2 separate regions of the Nomascus leucogenys genome follow, and region 1 is linked to region 2. Evidence: chromatin contacts called from public Hi-C data. All regions are on one chromosome and are shown on one strand. The core of a region is the stretch at or near the end of the contact, and the rest is flanking DNA. Distances in the headings are between cores, read along the strand shown. Region 1 overlaps MTUS1 (microtubule-associated tumor suppressor 1). Region 2 holds the start of PCM1 (pericentriolar material 1 protein).

Evidence for each region. A called contact is a pair of places that touch in the nucleus more often than the background predicts.
Region 1: a contact with region 2 is called in a Hi-C map of a lymphoblastoid cell line, with 4 times the contacts expected there. The contact joins the enhancer-like site here to the promoter of PCM1 in region 2. A contact is called at or near these places in 2 of 4 Hi-C or Micro-C datasets (both in a lymphoblastoid cell line).

The regions. Positions count from the first base shown.
Region 1 is chr4:133,951,044-133,956,989 of Asia_NLE_v1, forward strand. All of the region lies in intron 3 of MTUS1 (microtubule-associated tumor suppressor 1), which reads left to right. Among named protein-coding and RNA genes, the nearest start is that of MTUS1, 64 kb to the left of the region's middle. Within about 2 kb of position 3,033, the one cell type or tissue checked has an H3K27ac peak away from gene starts, as active enhancers do. A contact at or near this core is called in a lymphoblastoid cell line, where this site is marked.
Region 2 is chr4:133,763,505-133,769,221 of Asia_NLE_v1, forward strand. PCM1 (pericentriolar material 1 protein) reads right to left here and starts at 4,465. Exons shown (of 39, transcript XM_030812300.1): 1 at 4,265-4,465. LOC105737578 (a long non-coding RNA gene) reads left to right here and starts at 4,835. Exons shown (of 3, transcript XR_001113264.2): 1 at 4,835-4,978.

The sequences.
Region 1 (5,946 bases), core at 1,783-4,282, 190 kb after region 2:
TGTTGAAGCCCCAACCGACGATGTGATTGTGTTTGGAGACAGGGCCGGTGAGGAGGTGATGAAAGTTAAACGGGGTCCTAAGAGTAGGATCCTAATCCAGTAGGGGTGGTGCCCTTAGAAAAAGAGGAAGAGACGGACTGGGCGTGGTGGCTCATGCTTGTAATCCCAGCACTTTGGGAGGCCGACACGGGTGGATCACCTGAGGTCAGGAGTTTGAGACCAGCCTGGCCAACGTGGCTAAACCCCATCTCTATTAAAAATACAAAAAAAATTAGCCGAGAGTGGTGGTAGGTGCCTGTAATCCCAGTTACTCAGGAGGGTGAGGCAGGAGAATTCCTTGATCCTAGGAGGCGGAGGTTGCAGTGAGCCGAGATCGGGCCATTGCACTACAGCCTGGGCAACAAGAGCGAAACTCTCTTTCAAAAAAAAAAAAATAATAATAAAATAATAAAGAGGAAGAGACACTGGAACTGTCCTCACCATGTGAGGTACAATGAGAATGTGGCCATCTGGATGCCAGGAAGAGGGCCCTTGCTGGGAAGCAGATCAGCTGGCACTCCTATCTTGGACATTCCAGCCTACAGAACTGTGAGAAAACAAATTTCTATTGTTTAAGGCACCCCATCTGGTATTATTACTATTATGGCAGCCCGAGCCGACTAAGAAGACTAATTTGATTCTACCGTGTTATGTTTTACAGAAAAATTAATAGCAACTAATTTTTTGGGATTCTCTCAACAAATTGATAGGTGTTTCTTGAGGGGGACAAGAAACTCAGTCACTACAGAGTTAAAAGTAGAACAGAAAAATCAAGGAGCAGAAACAATGTGCTTTTAGATCCCTGTGATCCTGTTGCCATTGATTGTACAGTGAAGTGTTTGTGTGTATTAGCAAATTGAAACCAAATGGATATCCACCATACTGACTCACAGTTACTCTGCTGAAAGGTAAGCGGCAGGAATGTTCCAGCCAATTTGGGGTTTTCAATAAATCCTTTCAGAACACCTAAGTAGAAAAGCAGACCCAGTGTTGAAACAGCCATTTTCTTGAAGCTTTAAAATGAATGTGAGAAGGAATTGTAATTAAACCCAATGGAGCTGTTCCTTTTTCTTTTTCTTTTTCTTTTTTTTTTTTTTTTAAGACAGAATCTTGCTCTGTTGATCAGGCTGCAGTGCAATGGTGCAATCTTGGCTCACTACAACCTCCACCTCCCAGGTTCAGGCAATTCTCCTGCCTCACCCTCCCAAGTAGCTGGGATTTACAGGCACCCACCACCAAGCCCAGCTAATTTTTGTATTTTTAGTAGAGATGGGGTTTCACCATGTTGGCCAGGCTGGTCTCAAACTTCTGACCTCAGGTGATCCACCCACCCTGGCCTCCCAAAGAGCTGTTCCATTTTACTTGTCAAAATGCAGAAATTTATATGAGACCAGATTATAAGAGATTATAACAAATCAAATCTAAAGTACCTTTGCTTCTTTGGAAATGTACTGAAATAAGATGAGATAGTGGTGAAAATTATTTGTAATAGTAATTATTATAATGTGAATGATTGCAGCTCAGACTGTTAAGTATATGTTGAGTTCCAGGCTCAGTTTTAGTAATTTCATCTGTAAATTCATTTAATCCTCACAATAACTTTGTGAGGCTTATCCCTATTCTATAGACAAGGAATCTGCCACAAAAAAGTTAAATAATTGGTCCAGTGTTAAACAGCTAAGTGGCAGAGGTGGGATTCAGACCAGCCAGTGATGCTCTTAACCGTCACATTATTAATCTCAATACTATTAGTATGACCGTGAGTTTTATTTTATTTATCTTTTTTTGAGATGGAGTTTCACTCTTGTTGCCTAGCCTGGAGTGCAATCGTGGGTCACCATAACCTCCCCCTCCCAGGTTCAAGTGATTCTCCTGCCTCAGCCTCCCGAGTAGCTAGGATTACAGGCATGAATCATCACACCTGGCTAATTTTGTAATTTTAGTAGAGATGGGCTTTCTCCATGTTGATCAGCTGGTCTCGAACTCCCAACCTCAGGTGATCCACCTTCCTAGGCTTCCCGAATTGCTGGGATTATAGTTGGGAGCCACTGCACCTGGCCTGAGTTTTATTTTTAACAATAAAACAAAGTTTAATTTGTTTTTTTGTTTTCTGTTTGTTTTTTGAGACAGTGTCACTCTGTCATCCATCCCAGAGTGCAGTGGCTCCACCATAGATCACTGCAGCCTTGAATTCCTGGGCTCAAGCAATCCTTCTGTGTCAGCCTCCCGTGTAGCTGGGACCGTAGGTGTGTGTCAGCATGCCCAGCTGATTTTTATATTTTTTTGTAGAGATGGGGGGGTGGGTCTCACTTTGTTGCCCAGGCTGGTCTTGAACTCCTGGGCTTAAGTGATCCTCCTAGGCCTCCCAAAGTACCAAGATTATAGGCATGAACCACCACACCAGGCTAACGTTTAATTTTTTAAAAATTAAAATTCTTGTTGCCCAACTGAACGGTTTAGAAACTGTGGCACTTTTCTTTTCAGGCCTTGGTTTAAAGCTTGATGTCAGTTAACTCTGATGTAAATGATTTTATGTGGCTATTGAAAGTTAATGCTGCTTCAGGAAAAATTAGCTAGTACGTGCTGGACTTAATACCTAGGTGATGGGTTAGTAGGTGAAGCCAGCCACCATGGTCCACGTTTACCTACGTAACAAACCTGCACAGCCTGCAGATGTACCCCGGAACTTAATAAAAGATACAGTAATAATAAATAAAATTAATGCTGTTGAATAAATAACTGCTGAGTAAATCTTTCATGATCAATTCAGACATCTTCATAGAGACCCGCCTTCACTCTCTTTTGGAGGCAATACCAGCTTTTCCCAGGTTTTAGATGATAAATATCTGTGTTCTTCTCTACACACAGGAGTTGCTGTTTCAGTGGCCAGCCTGAGCCAGGTAGGATTACAGAAGTAGCGCAGAATGCTATCCCTGCCCCGCGACTCCTGTGAGCTAACCGAGGAGGGGAGAGTGCGTGTTTATGCAGCACACACAAAGCGGCACAAAGAATGGTGATGGGTGGGGAAGAGGCCCCGTGAGAAGAATGTCCAGGGGCGGGTCGGTGAAGAAAGGCCTCCTGAAAGAGATGGTTTTTAGTTTTCTTCTAGAGAAAGAGAAACCACATTTCAAAAGGGGAACTCTATTTCAGTTGAGTTTATTGTGGGTTAATAAAGTAAATTCCTTTCAAGACAGTAGTCCGTCCGAAACTTGCAGTGACTTGCCTATCAGCGCAGCTTTCTCTTCTTTCTTGCTAAGTTATTACTTTCATGGTTTATGTAAACTGATTTTTTTCATTCATTTCGTGTTAAAGGGAATTTAAAATCTTCTTCAAATACTTTCGTATCCTTTTAAACTTTTCTAGATGAGAATTTGAGAGAGATAGTAAGCAAAATTATGAGAGATTTTTCACATACTTGAATAAAGTAATTACTAAAAATCAGAGGTTATTACCCAATAAGTTACTCTAAAGGCCAACTTGAGGCTGGACATGGTGGCTCACATCTGTAATCCCAGCAACTGGGGAGGATGAGGTGGGAAGGTTACTTGAGCCCAGGAGATTGAGACCAGCCTGGGCAACAGAGTGAGACCCTGTCTTTACAAAAAATAAAAAAATCAGCCGGGCAAGTGGCACACACCTGTGGTCCTTGCTACTCAGGAGGCTGAGGTGGGAGGATCACTGAGCCCAGGAGGTTGAGGGTTCAGTGAGCTATTATTGCACCACTGCACTCCAGGCTAGGTGACAGAGCAAGACCCTGTCTCTAAAATGTGAATAAAATCTAACTTTAATGTGTCACTAATAGATGTTTCTATGTTTGTATGTAATTAAATCACTTTCCTTAGAGCGTGTATCAGGATCTCTTTTCATAAAAACAGTATTAGTCGCTAACATGTTTTGAGTGCCTGTGTGCACCAAGCACAGTGCTAAGCCCTCTTTTAAATGCATAATCTCATTTAATTCTCATAACTCCTAGTAGGGATACTGTGATTATCCCCATTCTACAGATGAGGAGGTTGAGGGTCTGAAAGCTTCAGTAACGTGTCAGAAGTTACACAGTGGGGTAATGGGTGGAGACAGGAAATGGGCCAGGTGTTCTGGCCCCACCTGGCTCTTAACCCTGGTCCTTTACATGCATGCAGAAGACTTGACACACTCATGTCTTCTTTCATAGACATGAGTGAAGTCTTCATTAAACCACATGTGTGTGAAGGAGAATGTGGGGAAGGCTGGCTTGTGCTAAGAACTCTTCTAAGTACTGGAATGAAGTGCACAGAAGAGACCCATTCCTTCCATTAGGGAGCTTAAATTCTAATAAGGGGATTAAGAAAATAAATACATTTTTGGATTCATGATGATGAATCCAAATCCAGGAAAGTGATTTAATTACATACAAACATAGAAACATCTATTAGTGACACATTAAAGTTAGATTTTATTCACATTTTAGAGACATTTTGGATTCATGATGATGAATCCAAAAATAAAAGGGAAAGGGCCAAGCATGGTGGCTCACGCCTGTAATCCCAGCACTTTGGGAGGCCGAGGCGGATGGATCACTTGAGGTCAGAAGTTCGAGACCAGCCTGGCCAACGTGGTGAAACGCCATCTCTACTAAAAATACAAAAATTAGCTGGGTTTGGTGGCAGGTGCCTGTAGTCTCAGCTACTTGGGAGGCTGAGGCAGGAGAATCTCTTGAACCTGGGAGGTGGAGGTTGCAGCTAGCTGAGGTCGCACCACTGCACTCCAGCCTGGGTGACGGAGCAAGACCCTATCTCAAAAAACACAAAACAAGCAAAAAAAAAAAAAAAAAAAAAAAGAAAGAATAAAGCAGTGAAGGAGATTAGATTTTTAAACGGGTGGTCAAGAAAGGCCTCACTGAGAGGGTGACATTTGGGCAAACACCTGAAAGGAAAGGAGGAGGGAGGCATTTGGGTGTCAGGTGGGAGGACTTTCCAGGCACAGTGACCAGCTGTGCAGAGCCCCGAGGTGAGGCAGGGTGTAGGGTGTGTGAGGAACAGTGAACCACCCACTGTGTGTGGTGGGGGCTGGAGGACGTGGATGGGCAGAGGAGGTCAGGACCGACCAAGCACGGCCATTCGGGTGCCTGAGAGGCACATGTCCTCTTCATCCTCAAGAACATCATCACTTGTAAATGCTTGATCTTTTCCAGGCGTTTCACACAATTCTCACTTGGCAGTAATTATGGAGAAGATTGCTTTGTGGAATGACTCTTGAGTAGGCTTAATATGTCACAGTGCAGGCTCGCCCGTTCATTCAAGAAGTGCTTAGAGCCCCTGCTCTGTGTTGGGCAGCGTACTAGATTCTGAGACTACAAACAGGATTAAGCAAATATGCCCTCTTAAGGAGCTTACTGGTTGGAGGGTGAGGGGATAAGGGGGTGTCTTAGCAAATCGTTACAATGAAAACTCTTGGCTCTTCAGATTCCAGCTCAGCTGTCCTGGCCTCTCTGCTACTTTGCATTCATAGTGCTGTATGCTCATTATTTCCTTACATGTCTATCTCCTTCTAGACGGTGAAATCCATAAGGATAGAGTTCAGCTCTTAGTTATTTTCATATTTTCCAGGGCCCAGCACAGTGTACTGGTTGCACAACAGGTGTTTAAAAACATTGCTTGGCTTGATTTGAATGGAGACCTGTGCGAAGTACTTTGTATCCACAGTAAAGCAGCAACACTAACTCGTTGTGAGGGAGAACTGGAGGAGAGGCGGTGACATTTGAACTGTTTGGAATGCGCCTGCAGGAGCTTGCCAGCAGAGGAGGCTCCTGGGGTTCCCAAGGGTGCAGATGTGTCGTTGTCAAAGAATACCGTGTGCTTGGGGAACGTCAAGGCCAGAGTCAACATGCCTGGAGCAGACGTGTCCCGGGGTCAATGAGAGATGAGCCTC
Region 2 (5,717 bases), core at 3,215-5,714:
TCCAGCCTGGACCACAGCAAGACTGTCTCCAAAAAAAAAAAAAAAAACAAACAAACACAAAGTAATCAGTAAAGAAAATAATTTTTTCTCAAACGGCATTAAATTACTCATAATCACCTCTGAAAACATCCAAGATATTCTTGTACTTTTCCTGATAGTAACTGGCACATGGTTTCAGTTTCTACTTCATTCCCTGCTTTCATGACCTAAACACTTGCAATGATTTTTCTAGGACTCTGGCCTCAATTCCAATATCCATCTCATCTTCTCTATTCCAATACCGAACTGGTAATTTGTTCAAGATCCTGAACTTCTGAAGTTCCTCTTTCTGATAATAAGTTTTTGCATTCTACTTCTGTCACTTTATTCCTGCTGAAACTGCTATTAGCCTTCCTGAATACTACCAGCCCCCTGATCGTTTCTCTCTCCCTAAATCCATCAATCCCTTGATTCTTTACTCAAACCCAAACCCAAGTAAGTCATTGCAAAAATGCCTTGCTAGCTACCATCCTTCACTTCCTCACCTACTTGCCTACTGTGTCAACTCAATTCTGGCTAAACTCCACTATCTGTTTTCTCTGCTTTTATTCTCAAGCTGTCAAAAAAGTGGGGAAATCATCATAAAATGGCATTGACTGTGATCACTATTAAGGTATACTACACTCTATATACACATACTTTTAAAATGTAAGTTTACTCCACGAGGAAAGGCACCCTGTCTCTTTTGCACACTGTTGTATCTCTAGTACTTTAGTCATTACATAGCATGTTGAAGGGCACTCAAATCTGTAAAAATGAAAGTACTGCTATGTATCTCTGGTTGTCTTCTTAGTTCTGTACTGTGAATCTCACAGCCTTACTAGTTTCTCCAAGTCTCAAATCCACTTTCCTCCTTCAGAAAAAAATGGTCAAATCTATTGAAAAAACCCAGGTCTTCCAATTTAAGTTAACTCAATTACCCTTTATTTTTATTCGTCTTATCCATCATCTTCCCCAATGTGCTAAAAGGAAAATTATATAACTAATTTTGTATTTATTGTTTATTTTACTAAAGCCCACCATACAGCAATCACTCTAGTATTAACAACTCTAATACACACACTCACATGTGACCTTTCCCTTGAGTTCCATTTTTCTTGCCGTTTTGCTGGTCTTCCACTTCAAAAAAAAAAAAAAACCCCACTGAACATTATAATTAAGATATACATCAACTATTTGTATTTTTCATGAGAGTCTCATTTCACATCTTCATAGGAGAGCTATAAAACAAAAATCTGTCTGCTTTTGTAGAAAGCAAGAATATATATTGATTTGTTTCTTTTTTTTTTTTTTGAGACAGAGTCTCACTCTGTTGCCCAGGCTGGGGTGCAGTGGCACAATCTCGGCTCAGTGCAACCTCCCGCTCCCAGGTTCACGCCATTCTCCTGCCTCTGCCTCCGGAGTAGCTGGGACTACAGGTGCCCGCCACCACGCCTGGCTAATCTTTTTCGTATTTTTAGTAGAGATGGAGTTCACCACGTTAGCCAGGATGGTCTCGATCTCCTGACCTCGTCATCCACCCACCTCGGCCTCTCAAAGTGCTGGGATTACAGGCGTGAGCGACTGTGCCCAGCCAATTTCTATCAAACTTTCTTTTTTTTTTTTTTTGAGACGGAGTCTCGCTCTGTCGCCCAGGCTGGAATGCAGTGGCTCAATCTCGGCTCACTGCAAGCTCCGCCTCCCGGGTTCACGCCATTCTCCTGCCTCAGCCTCTCCGAGTAGCTGGGACTACAGGCGCCCGCCACCACGCCCGGCTAATTTTTTGTATTTTTTAGTAGAGACGGGGTTTCACCGTGGTCTCGATCTGCTGACCTCGTGATCCGCCGGCTTCAGCCTCCCAAAGTACTGGGATTACAAACGTGAGCCACCGCGCCTGGCCTCTATAAAACTTTCAAAATGAACTTTCTTAAAATTTTAAGAGTAGAATTAAATTTAGATTATTTATTTCTGAGGTTTTTTCTGAAGAGCAATTATTTCTTAAAAGCTTTTAACAAACTTCTAATAATCTTTTAGCCATTTTTCCAAACTGCCCTTTGCAAACAATTATTGAACTTCTAGCGAACTTTCATTCTACAACACTGACTTTATTCTGCTGGACAGAGAATATCATTATGTCACTTGCATGTGACAATGCACTATGCGCTAAAAGCAATGTTTAAAATAACTTTATACCAGGAAAGGGAGATCGAAGTACAAAAAATAATAATAAAGTAATTTTAGACAACTAAACTTCGGTCAAGGTATAACAAGTTCAAAAAGTAGAGTTCATGAACAGCCAATTAACAGGAATGTTGTAGAAGAGAACTTGAGATTAAATGGATTTGGAAAGAGAGGCTATCCACTTACAGGACAAATTCAAACAGGTTGAAAAAATTCTGTGAAGACAAATAAATTTCAGACGGTACTGCATAAACCATTCTAGTACTTAATATTTAGGAATGACGCCTTTCCTAACAAAGATATAAGGGCAGGACAAAGCAGCAGGCCGAAAAGCAGAGCAAACAGGGCGGTGGACCCAGAAAGTTTGTTTACTAAGCAGACAGGGTCCTCAGTCATGCACTGTAATTGTGATAGCAGTGTCCACCATAAAGTCTTCTCCAACTCTAATACAAAGAATACAGATAATGTCAAATTCCCTGTTTAGAAACTAGTTTTTGCAGCTCAGAAACTGCTCCTTTCCCGCTCCACACTTCAAAGGTGTTTCCTGCTTAGGATTAAAGATATATATCACTTAAGTGAATTACTTACACTATGAAATACACAATAACAAATACTACAGTTTTGGTCTAAAATATGTCTAGAAAGATAAAAAGAAGGGGAAAAATACAACTTACCCATATTTTAAATTTAAGTTACCTCAATTCTTTTGGAAAATACTGTGATATCCATAAAGGCTTAAATCCTCCAAACTTTTGAAATCCTACCAAACAGCAAAGTGATATCTACTTCCGAACAGTATAACAAAGATAGTTAGTCCTAAGTATCCTTTAATAGTCTATGACAAAGTTTACTCCTCTGATTGATCGAGCTTCCTATTACTCAAACTATTTAACAACCTGGTATATCACATGATTTAAAAAACGTTTGCTCATTTAAAAGCTACTGTACTTCATAATAAAATAACCTCGTCACTACATAAATACCAGGTTTATCTTCAATTCAAAAACTCTGTGTTATATTGGTGTTCAGTGGCCCTCACCAGGAAGGTGCTAGGGAAAGAAAGGAGCAGGTGCACCCGAAGCTCCGCAACACCCACTCCGGTAACCAGAGAACACCAGCAGGCGGAGTCTGGAAAGCGGTTATGGGGCGGGGGTGGTAGGGGCGCCCGGAAAGCTCGCTTCTTTCAGCGCCCAAACACGAACCGTCACCCGTAAGACACACGATACAGACCTCAACTCGGTCAAAAAAAATAAATAAATAAACCAGGCGAGTTCCTGGAGAGTAGGCTGAGGGATGCAAAATTGGCGCGCCCAGCCTCCCCGGCGGGGCCTAACCCCCAAACGCCAGTTTCTGCAAACCAAGCAACGTTTCCCCCAGTCCCACTGGGCATTTAGTCTTTCCCGGCTCTAGGCCCAATTCTAACTACATCTGCAGGAAGGGAGAAAGAAGGGGCAATAATTACTCCATTAACATTCCCAGGAACGCCTCCCCCGGCCGGTCGGCTCCCACAGCACCAGAGACGGCGGAAGTCCTGCAGCTCACAGCTCGACTGCAACTCCTCAGAGTCGCGTCGCTCCTCGTCCGCCCTTCTGCACCCCAAACTCTGGACACCGAGAGCTCCACAGAATAAAATCGGAGGGAACGCGGGGAAGAACTACGGCCACCAAGGCCTGTTTCTCTGAGAACTCGACCCAGTGCCCCTGGCACCCAAACCAGAGTCCCCCCTCCGCTTCCTCCGCCCGCAAGGGGCATTCCCGGAGCCACCGGGACGCAAGACAGCCTCCCCGGCAGGGCCAGCAAGAGGGGCGAGGAGGCAAGGGGGTCCTGCAATCACCAACGCGTCCCGAGGTGCTCACCCGGGAATCCCGGAGGTCGGTCCTGAGGGAGGGGGCGGACTGACCGCCTAGGGCACGGGAAGCCCGGGGCAGAAAGACCCGGGAGCCTACCAAGGACGCGTGCGCCCGTGGCCAGACCCAACAGGGCCAACTGTCCCGGAGCCGTTACTCTCCCGCCCCTGGGGCGCGCCGCCCTCAGTTGCCAAGGGCTGGGGACGCGCAGGCATTACCTCTACAAGGAGCAGCCTCTCCTGTCAAAGGCAGAGCGGCAGTCAGCCTCCACGACCCGCCACCGGCAGCGGTCAGCCCTCGGAGACCGCAGCAGGGAGGCCCACACGTTTCCTGGCTGCCTTGGCCCCAATGGCCGCCTTTTCGACCTCAGCTACGCAGCGCCAACCGCCGCAGCCACCGCCATCTTAGGATCTCATTGTGGTGGGAGAAGAGGGGCGGGGGGACTGCAGAGGGGGCAACGCGCGGCGGGACATGCGCCGTCTCCTCGGCAACGGCCGCGCGGGGCCGAGAACTCGCCTGGGCGGGAGCCGCAGTGCGATCTACACGCTAGACTGGAGTCATGTGACCCACCGGAGTCTGTGGTGTCGCTTCTGGCTCTTTAAGCCAAAAATAGATTACACGAACGAATCCGCCCCCCACCCGCCCAGGAACTATGTATCCCAGAATGCCAACTAGACCTCGCGTTCTAAACAGCTGCCGACCACAGATGGAGGACTACAAATCCCAGCATGCTGTGCGCTTCCGGCGCTTATCGCGGAACGTGGGGCCCTAGGCCTATGCGGAAGTGCATTGATCTCTGAGCCTGTGGAGAAAGAGCGGAGGCGCTGTGCGGTTTTCCGTGGGGGTGTCAGCTCCGGCCCGTGGCGGAAGAAGGAGCCAAGACCGGGATCGCTTTTTTGCCCCTTCCTCACCTACATCCCGGTCACGAAGAGGTGGAAACATAAAGGACACTTATCATGTAGTCCAACCTCCTGAGTTTACATATGAGGGGATTGTTCCACGGAAGTTAAACAATTTACCAAATGTCGTATGTATCTACTGAGTGGGAGAATGGTAAATATTGTTGATAGTTAACGCCACTTTTGGTTAATGTCCTTTTTCCTTAAAAGAGCCAGATGACTTTAATCCAAACTTAATTTCAGTAAATTTTCTCTGAATTATCTTTTTATTTATACTCTCCTGTTACAGCTCTATTAAGATTAGTAAATTGGCAGGTCCTCCCTTTAAAAAACAAAAATCAATAAAGTCACAAGGCCTTCAATGTGCCTGACTGGAAATTTAAAACACTTTTCAGTTTTAGTTGAATGCAAGGGCATTCTTCTAGTTTTACGCAGTTTATAATTATGGAATAACTTTTTAAGCAAAGTAAAGGTAAAAAGAAGACTTGCATTCTGGGTTTCAACAGCAAAAACAAATTGTTCCCAAAATAGTAGGTCTGCATCTCAGTAACCAATTCAGATAAAGCTCTTCTATCCCACTGCAATTTGCCACGGTAGGTTCAGTCGTGAGTGCATTGATGGTTTGTCAGAAACTTTTTCCTCATAGTCTGTGTGTGTATCGCTAAGTACTGAGGTAGCAAAAATAGAGTCCCTGCTCTTGAAGAGCTCATATTTTAGTGAAGGATGGGGAAGTGGAGTGTGATGTAAATAAAGTTTGTGTTGTAATAAAAAG